3 separate regions of the Mus musculus genome follow, and all the other regions are linked to region 3. The links are chromatin contacts, called in public targeted proximity ligation maps. All regions are on one chromosome and are shown on one strand. The core of a region is the stretch at or near the end of the contact, and the rest is flanking DNA. Distances in the headings are between cores, read along the strand shown.

Region 1 (3,004 bases), core at 236-2,735, 310 kb after region 3:
AGATGAAACAAGTTGAGGTCTTGCTTTAAAGTTTAGATTTAAAAGACTGGTGAGATGACCTAATGGGTAAAGATGCTTACAGTTCAAACCTGGTGACCTGAGTTCGGTTCTTGGAAGACACAAGAAAGTGGAAGGAAAGAACTTGGCTCCACAAGGCTATCCTCTGACCTCTATGTACTTGTACTCACACATAACAAAGCCACAGATGTAGCCAGATGTAGTAGTACATATTTGCAGTGCTAGTAGTAGGAAACAAAGACAGACTGTAAGTTTATGGCCACCCTTGTCTGCACAGGAAGGAAGAGCTGATCTGAAAATGGAGCACAGTTCGTTTGTTTTCCATCTCTTTTGTGTGTTTACCTTTAAGATCCTAGATATTAAAGAATACTTGTCCAAGGGTAGCGACATAACTATCTCTGCACCCCCAATCACTTGGGAAACTGAGGCAGGATTGCCATGAGTTGAAGGCTATGTTAAGTATAATATCAGGCAAGCTATGGGTATATAGTTATACCTTGTCTCAAAAATTGAAATATAAACATAAAATTGAGGACTAGAGAGCTAGCTTAGTGTTACAAGTACATACTGCTCTTTCAGAGGTTCTGAGTTGTTTCCAGAACCTATGTCAGATGGCTCCCAACTACCTATAGCTCTAGCTCCAGGAAATCCAGTACCCTTTTCTAGCCTCTATGTGCATCTGCATGGTAACATACATACCTCCACATGACAGAAACATAATTAAGTCTTTTTTTAATGGACAAATTGATCATTAAGGGAATTTGAGAGCAGCATAGACATGAAAATAGTAATAGCCCTGTGAATTACGCAGTATTAATTTAGATACAGAGTCCTCTGCAGAGGATAGGTGAATCTGAAAGATCACACAGTAAATGACAACTAGAATTTGAGCTTTGTCTGACTTTGGTGCACACCTTTAGTCTTGGGACTCCAGAGGCAGACGCAGAAGCAAGGGCAGGTGGATCTCTAAATCTGAGATCAACTTGGTCTACAGAGAGTTCTGGGCCAGCCAGAACTACACAGAGAGATCCTGTCTCAAAACAACACAACAGAATTCTTGCTCTTAATCTTTCTTCTGTACTTAGTGCTTGCGTGTTTCATTCAAAGGTTATTGATTTGTTGACGCCATCTAAGTTCACGAGTAAGAAATTTTAGTTTTGTTACCCATAGTCTAGTAAAATATTTAATTTTTAAAGTTTTCTTTTAATCATGACTGTCAGTAGTTTGAGGGTCTTGCTTCCCCCCTTTGCTGTTGATGGTTCCAGGCTACTGTGGTGCGGATATTAAGTCAATCTGTGCTGAAGCTGCTTTGTGCGCCCTGCGTCGACGGTACCCGCAGATCTACACCACCAGCGAGAAGCTTCAGCTGGATCTCTCTTCAATTACCATCTCAGCTAAGGATTTTGAGGCAGCTCTGCAGAAAATAAGACCAGCTTCCCAGAGAGCTGTGACATCACCCGGACAGGCACTGTCTGCCATTGTGAAACCACTTCTGCAAAATACTGTTCATAGGATCTTAGACGCCCTACAGAAAGTATTTCCACATGTGGAAGTTGGAACAAACAAATCTTTAAATTCAGGTATTAAAAACTCAATTGACCATTGAATGAATGAAAGAAAGAATGACCAAAAAAAAAAGAAATTACTAATGGACAGGCTTTTTCTTTCTTTTTTTTTTATTCTGTAGATGTTTCTTGCCCTTTTCTAGAAAGTGATTTGGCATACAGTGATGATGATACACCATCTGTGTATGAAAATGGACTTTCTCAAAAAGAAAATTTAAATTTTCTTCATTTAAATAGGTATGTTTCCCAGCAAATGAATGTTTTAGTGTGTAAATTTCATAAAAATGAGATTTTTTTTTTTAAAAACAAGGTAAAAGATGCCAGCTAATAACCAGCTTTGTATTTAAGTGAAAATATTAGGGATGGTAAGAGGCCTCAATTATCTTTTAATGCTTTCATTACAAACATGAAAGCCTAAGTTCAGCCCCTAAAGCCCATGAAAAATTGTAGGAATGAGCCGGGCGTGGTGGTGCACGCCCTTAATCCCAGCATTTGGGAGGCAGAGGCAGGCGGATTTCTGAGTTTGAGGACAGCCTGGTCTACAAAGTGAGTTCCAGGACAGCCAGGGCTACACAGAGAAACCCTATCTCGAAAAACAAAAACAAAAAAAAGTAGGAATGGTGTAATTCCAATGTTGAGAAGGCAGGATCCCTGGGACTCACTAGCCACCCAATCTAACCTAATTGGTGAGGTCCAGTAAGAGACCCAGCCTCAGGGGAGGTAACTAGGTCCGTAGGATGACAGACACCTGAGAGTATCTCCTGTAGCCTGCCCCCACACAGGCACTTGTACCCACACACATTATACGCTTAGATTAAAAATACCAAAGTTGGGTGTGAAGAGATTGGCTAAGCAATTAAGAGCACTGGTTGCTTTTCAAGAGGGCCTTGGGTTCAATTCCCAAAACCTACATCACAGTTCATAACCATCTGTAACTGGTTCCAGGAGACATGACACAGGCACTGCATGCTGGTGGTGCAGACATGCATTTAGCACTTGTGCACATAAGAATCTTTCTTTTTTATTTTTTAAAATAAAGTAATCAGTAATTGAATTTTGGCCAGATTTAGTGGTACATGCCTTTAATCCCAGCACTTGGATGTCAGAGGCAGGTGGCTCTCTGAGTTTGAGTCCAGCCTAGTCTATATTACTGAATTCCAGGACAGCCAGAGCTACATGGTGAAACTCCATCTTAAAAAAAGAAAAGAAAAAAATCAAAATGCATTGTTGCTACTGTCATTCTGATGTAAAAGTATTCTTAAACCTGGGACAATTATTATGAGAAGCTTTGCCGGGTTATAATTGGCTAGTCGTATAGGTAAGACTTGTGAAGATTTGTAATTAGCGATTTAAAGGAAACATTCAAATTTCTCCCAAATACAGCTTTTTTGTTTTTTTTTCCCCAGAAATGCCTGTTACCA
Region 2 (2,937 bases), core at 402-2,901, 360 kb before region 3:
CCACACTATACTCTGCCCACTGGCTCCTTCACTCCCTCTCTCCCTTCTTTCCCCCAACTTCCACTTCACCCTCTCTCCTTCCCTCTTTCCTCTCCCTTTCCCCTTCTCCTATTTTCCACTCCTATCTAGTTGTGTTTCCCAGGTTGATCTCAAATTCCTAGGCTCCAGGCACCCTGCTCACCCTCTGCAGCTACAGGCACATCATTCCTTTTGCTCTGTCAGTGACCATACCATAGTGGAAAAAGGAATAATGCCTTAATGTATTAGGAAAAATGTTTTGAACACACAAACTACTTTAATACAAACACTGAAACTCTGCAGATCACACCTCCAATTTGAGAACTGTGGTTTGAACCATCCTGATTACATTAGCTCCAGGTACAGATATTGAAATCCCAGGATAACAATACCAGAAACGAGGCAGAAACTTGTGTCCTGTATAATAACATTATCACAGCATGTTGTTCAGACCTGGTAAAGGGGTTACACTTCAGAAAATGGTTAGAGACCTAGAGTCCTGTTGTTTCAAGTATAAATTTTATACTTAAAAGTCAATGCATGGTCTAAAATGGTTGGTTGAGTCCCATCAGTTATATCCACATCCTGCACAGGAAGAAGGAATTAAAAAAAGGTAAATGGCTCAAAGTGACTTAAATCACTATGTGACACGTCTCTCAAATTTCTACCTAGAAGCTTACAGTTGTCTCCATTCTGAGTGACCAAGTCTGTAGCAAGAAATGAGAAGGATGTCTGAGGAGGCAGCTGTCTCTCACAATCTGTCACTTTGGCTACCACATATTCATACCTCACCTGTCCCCTCAGTGTGAAGATACCCATCTGGGAGAAGGCTCAAGTTCCTGAGCAGTGACTGTTGATCAAGAACAGCAGCATCCTGTCCTGTCTTTAAGTGACACTTTGGTATCAGATAACCTATACATGGAAAACACCTGATCCAACACACGTAGCATGTGCCAACCATTTCCATTCAGGCAGAGAAAGAGTTGGGATACAGTGGTCAGTAGTTCTTGCAATGATCATTACCCAGCAAAAATCCATCCTGGCCATCCAGCGGAAAATGTGGCTGAAGACTAGGGCTCACCTATTTGAAGAATTTGACAAAGGGAAGCCTAAGATGAGTGGGCATCCGTGAGCTGAGCTAGCTAGCTTCTGTAGCTGCCTTCAGCCTAGAGGCTGACATTCTACTTGGTGGGCGATTTGGCCTCTGTAGTTTTAAAAGCTCTCTACAAGAGTACAGAACCCAAGAGAGCTTTGGGTTCTCAAACTGTGGCTTTCCCTTGGAAACTCTGGGAAATGGGCCCTGTTTAGGATGGAAAGGAAAAAGCAGAAGGCTTCACAGAAAAGATTAGAACTGAGGAGCCAACAGAAGGAGGGGTCTGAAGGTGATCATCAGAAAATAGGATAAAGAGAAAAACCAAAGGTGCACCGAGGTGTATGCCCCCAAATGTTTCCGCATACACACTGAAGATGCTGGGTCCGAATCCCTGGAACTTGAGAGGCTGCTGTATAACGGGTTTGCATGCGGCATTAAGGATGTGGATAATTCAGTACCCAGTATAGGAAAAAGGGAGTGACTCCCAGCTCTGTTAATATCTTTGAGGATGGAGGAAAGAGGCCATGATCCAAGGAATTTGGACCACCTCCAGAGGCTGAGTCAGTAAGAAAACAGAGAATTTATATCCCCAGCTTCCTGCACGAGCAGGGAAATGGGCTCCCCTCTAGAAACTCCAGAAAGTGACAAAGCCCCTGGCACTTTGATTTTGTCTTTGTGAGACCCAGTGCTGAGAGATTAGCCAGGCCCACAAGACTTCTGACCTACAAGCCATGAGTTAATGCATTTGTGATCTGTGATACTTCATTATGGAAGAAGTAGTACTGATAGAGCACATACTTGAACTCCTTCATTTTCTGTTCTTCCCCCTAGCTAGTTATATTCTGCCAAATAATTCTTTGACACTGCTTGTGCCCCAATTGGTCCCTTGTGTTCTGTATACAGTTTAAGGCCAACTTGCAGATACCAGCCAGCCTGTTGCAGCATAAAACCCAGCAAACCAACAAGATCATACTGGCACATCTCAATTGCACTGTTTCCCAACTCAGTTTGGGAAGATGCATTTTCAACAACTCTTCTCTGTGTGTGTAATTCATCCTCCATCTTGAATCCAACAGCAGTTCATAGATTTTTGTGTGTGTGTAAAACCAGCTCTCTAGTTTCTTCTGGCTCATTGTTTCTTCTAGGTCTTTTCTTTCTGGATATTTACTGTCCTTGTCACGTATAAATAGCATTTAATTGTTTTCTATGTACAGCTTCTGTATAGGTTTTGTTTGCTCAAGCTGCTTATTTATGTAGTCATTTGCCTGTGTGGTCTTTTCTGTTTCTGACTTGGGTAGTCACCTGTCCGCCTGGTTGTGAGAGGTTGATTCTCCTATGCTGAGATGCTGTGCTTGGCTTAGGATTTTGCTGGAGATCATCAACACAGCGTGGGCAGTGCCTCTTCCTTCAGCTTTTGAGCAGGAGCGTCAAGAGTGGAAATTTTCATAGTTTCTTAAAAAAAAAAAATTGCCTTTTTTTTTTTTAATAGATGTTTCTTACCGGAGTAACAATTTCTGTCCTATCTGGTAGGATGTCTGTTTTTTAATCATAAATGTGTACTGGATTTTACAAACTGCTTTTTCTTCACCGAAGCAATCAACTGACTGTTTTGTTTTTTTTTTTTAAACTTCATTTCATTTTTGAGACAGGGTTTGCCTACTCTGTCCTTGAACTTGCTTCTGTCCCTGCTTCCTCCTGCCTGATGCTGGAATTATAGCCGTGTACCACCATGCTGGGGCCAAGATAGCTTCCTTTTCTCTTCTAAGACTTTGTTTCATGCCTCCCAGGGTGACCTGGAGTGAACTCCCTTTGTGACTGAGGCCAGC
Region 3 (3,099 bases), core at 472-2,971:
AAGGCTGGAGAAGGTCTGCAGAAACAAAGGCCACACTTAGCCTGACTCAGAACTGGGCCTTTCAGTGGTTTCACACGCAGAAACTAATCAGTTTATATTTGAACTTAAGTTTTAGCACTGTCCTATGATTGTATTAATAACAATTAAGTTTGGGAAGGCTTTTGCCAATCCTAATAGAATCAATTATTTAAGTTGGGTATAAGCTATTTAAAAAGGAAATGAACTATTTACTCTAGTTGTCTTCAAATATGTCTCAGAACATATGTATCTAAAGAACAAAAACTATCTGCTAAACTCATTCAAATTTAAGAGGAACTTATTCCCAAAGATTTAGACTTGTTCCTTTTTTCAAGTTTCAGAAACTTGACATCTTTGACAACCTATAGACCTTTGCCCCTGAAACACACCTAGGGTTCTGGTGTCTTAGAAGTATTTTGTCACGTGATGTCCACCAGACCCTTAACTCGTTCTCTAGAACTAGGACTCAAAGTAAATCACAAGAATCATAAAAACATTACCACCACCATTCCATAATTCCAAAAGTATACCTGCTGCCCACCACCAAGAGAAACCAGAAATCAGAGGAACTTAGAAACGGTGGGCAGCGAACCCCTGCATTGCATGTAGTAAACATACTATACATGTAAGCACACACATCAAGGCCTTCGTAAAAGTTCAAACCACCTATCCGTTCTTTTCTTTCACCAGTCCATTTACTCTGTCTCTGACAGAAAAGACTCTCCGTGGAGGCAGGATCCTTAAACTATCTGCATGCTCAGTAAACACGACTGAGTAAAACTACCATTCATTGTAAGCATTCGATTAAAAAACAAAAACAAAACCCCTCGGGTCATGCTCCCGTTGATCCTTTATAAACTCAGGCTGTGTAAAGGACGAAGTCCGACAACACAAACCACACACGTACCCTTCCAAATCAGGCCTGACTGCTCTGTCAGCCTCGGCAGCTATCACCCTCACGCATCCAGCCAACATTTCCAAGTGGATCGGAACACGTCTCCGAACTCTGGTGATTGTTCACAGCTCCGGAGACGTACTCTTCCCTCTTCCCGGGGGTGGAGGGCCTTCGTTCCTCATCTTAGTAACTTTTAGTGGTCTTCCAGGGCCAACTTTAAATGCTTTCAGTTACACATGCAACTCCAAGCAGGCAACCTAACCCCCAGAAACGCTCCAGAGGAGGTACGTGTGATCTGTCGCTTTGCACTCCCTTCTCCCACCACTCTCAAGTTTGGGGGCCCGGGGACTTTATTAAAATAAAGATTGCAGGCCGAGGTACCAGGCGAGTCCGGGGGGACACCCGTCCAGCCTTCTTGGGAGACAGCGCACGCCCAGTTTCCCCGAGCCCCCCGACGGCCCGCAGGTCAGGCGACAGAGAAGCAGGGCGGAGCCATACCTGCTTCACGTTCGTTGGCAACTTGCTCCAAGGATAATTGTGCCGGATGTGGAACTCAACGTCGATGTTCATGATGCCGGAGCCCAGGCCCGCGGCGGCCGCGGCTGCCACGCCGCCTGCCGCCCGCGAGCGCCCGGCCTGTCAGCGGAGCCCGCACGTCTAGGCCGCACGAGCACGGCGCCGCCCCATGGCCAGGCCCCCACAGGTCCGCGCGGCGCCGGCCACGGGGCACGGACGGGAGCGCCAACTACGACCCGCGCCTCGGCAGCTCCAAGTTTCTTCCTAGTTTCGGCCTGCCGGAAATGGCTCTGTGCCGACGTCACTTCCGCTCACTGGCCTAGGTCCGAGCGTGGAGCTCCGCCCCCACCCCACCCCCCGCACGTGGTTGAACGGTGCGAGGAAGGCGGGACTCAGAGACCCTCCGAGCCCAGCCAGCCGCGCCTGCGCATTGGGGTGACAGAGGCTCCCTGGTCTGCACCTCTGGGTTTGTGTGACTCAGTTTCCCGAATGTGTGTCTCCAATGGCTCTGTCGGTTGTCTGAGCAAAAGCGCTTCTAATGAAAGAACCACTCTCGCCACCCTGCCGAACAAGAGAACACCGAGTATGCCTGGGCCCCCCCCACCCATTGGCCTAGAGTCGCTAGCGGCGTCATCCCTTCCAAGCATTCGCTGTATCCTGGGGATGGAGAACGTTGGACTCCTTCCAAGATCCAAATTCTTAAAATGTAGGGATTTGAGGTGCAGAAATGTTAACTTGCTTCGATCGCCTTTTTAAACGCAGAACTGGGATGGTTATCCCTACAGCTCTCCTGAGGTCTTTGGGAACGGTTTCTTCCAGAGTATATTTTATTTCCTAAGCAAACTCATTTAACTGCAAGACTTCAGTGGTTCTTTGTCTATTTTTTCATTTTAAAGCAATGTTTTTAAGTCATGTTTTGTTATACACTACTGATAAGAACTGAAAACATTAAAGACGCTTAATCCATACCTCAACAACTGGCCAGTCTGAGGCATGCCATTATATCTAATTATTTGAAACTATTATGGTACACACTGCTCTTACATAGGTGTATTGGTCTGGTTATCTGATCGCAGTAACTTCCTATCCTGCTGAGATCCTCCTCAACGTAGCTAAAATGTTCTGAACTCCAGTAATGCAACAGTATTCAAAAGTATGATCTGTCTACTATGTATCATTCCCTTGCCTCAACAGTCAGTGAAACATTGCCACAGCGACTAGGCCTATCAGAAGAAGAAAGTGAGGTTGGCAGGGCTACAAGAGCCCTCAGAATGGCAGAGCCCACTGGTTTTCACAATGTATTATTTTATGTATGAGTGTTTTGCCTGCATGTGTGTGTGTGTGTGTGTGTGTGTGTGTGTGTGTGTGCACCACCAGTGTGCCTTGTACCTTCAGAGGCCAGAAGAGAGCATCAGATATCAGGTGCCCAGAAGTTGGATTTCAGATTTTTTTTTGCTAAACAAAAGCAAGTGATTTTAGCTGCTGGGCCAACTGTCCAGGCCCAGCCCAAGGCTGTTTATTGGAACCATCCTGTGAATTCCTCAGGAACACCCTTCATAGAAATATTCTGTCTCCTGCTTTAGTTTAGGAAAGTTCATTTAGAGTTAGTGAAATAAATACCCCCTACATTTTTCATAATTCGCATGTGAACAAACAGTATTCTTCAGAAT

The links.
Region 1: a targeted proximity ligation map of bone marrow-derived macrophages shows a contact between it and region 3, with 3 times the contacts expected there. A contact is called at or near these places in 12 of 39 promoter capture datasets (the 3T3-L1 cell line, the C10 cell line, the HPC-7 cell line and 7 more), 14 of 484 Hi-C or Micro-C datasets (CD8 T cells, LSK cells, bone marrow-derived macrophages and 5 more), 15 of 130 datasets of targeted methods (the NIH/3T3 cell line, the SCID.adh cell line, bone marrow-derived macrophages and 7 more) and 4 of 9 other capture datasets (adipose tissue, embryonic stem cells, liver and 1 more).
Region 2: a contact with region 3 is called in a targeted proximity ligation map of pancreatic cancer cells. A contact is called at or near these places in 2 of 39 promoter capture datasets (cranial neural crest and hematopoietic stem and progenitor cells), 1 of 130 datasets of targeted methods (pancreatic cancer cells) and 1 of 9 other capture datasets (macrophages).

What each region holds. Positions count from the first base shown.
Region 1 is chr15:58,106,897-58,109,900 of GRCm38.p6, reverse strand. Atad2 (ATPase family, AAA domain containing 2) reads left to right here. Exons shown (of 28, transcript NM_027435.2): 16 at 1,284-1,598; 17 at 1,706-1,820; 18 at 2,990-3,004. Among named protein-coding and RNA genes, the nearest start is that of Atad2, 27 kb to the left of the region's middle.
Region 2 is chr15:58,776,270-58,779,206 of GRCm38.p6, reverse strand. No RefSeq gene overlaps it. Among named protein-coding and RNA genes, the nearest start is that of Gm41329, 18 kb to the right of the region's middle.
Region 3 is chr15:58,414,090-58,417,188 of GRCm38.p6, reverse strand. Fam91a1 (family with sequence similarity 91, member A1) reads right to left here and starts at 1,721. Exons shown (of 24, transcript NM_145959.3): 1 at 1,412-1,721. The coding sequence starts at 1,483.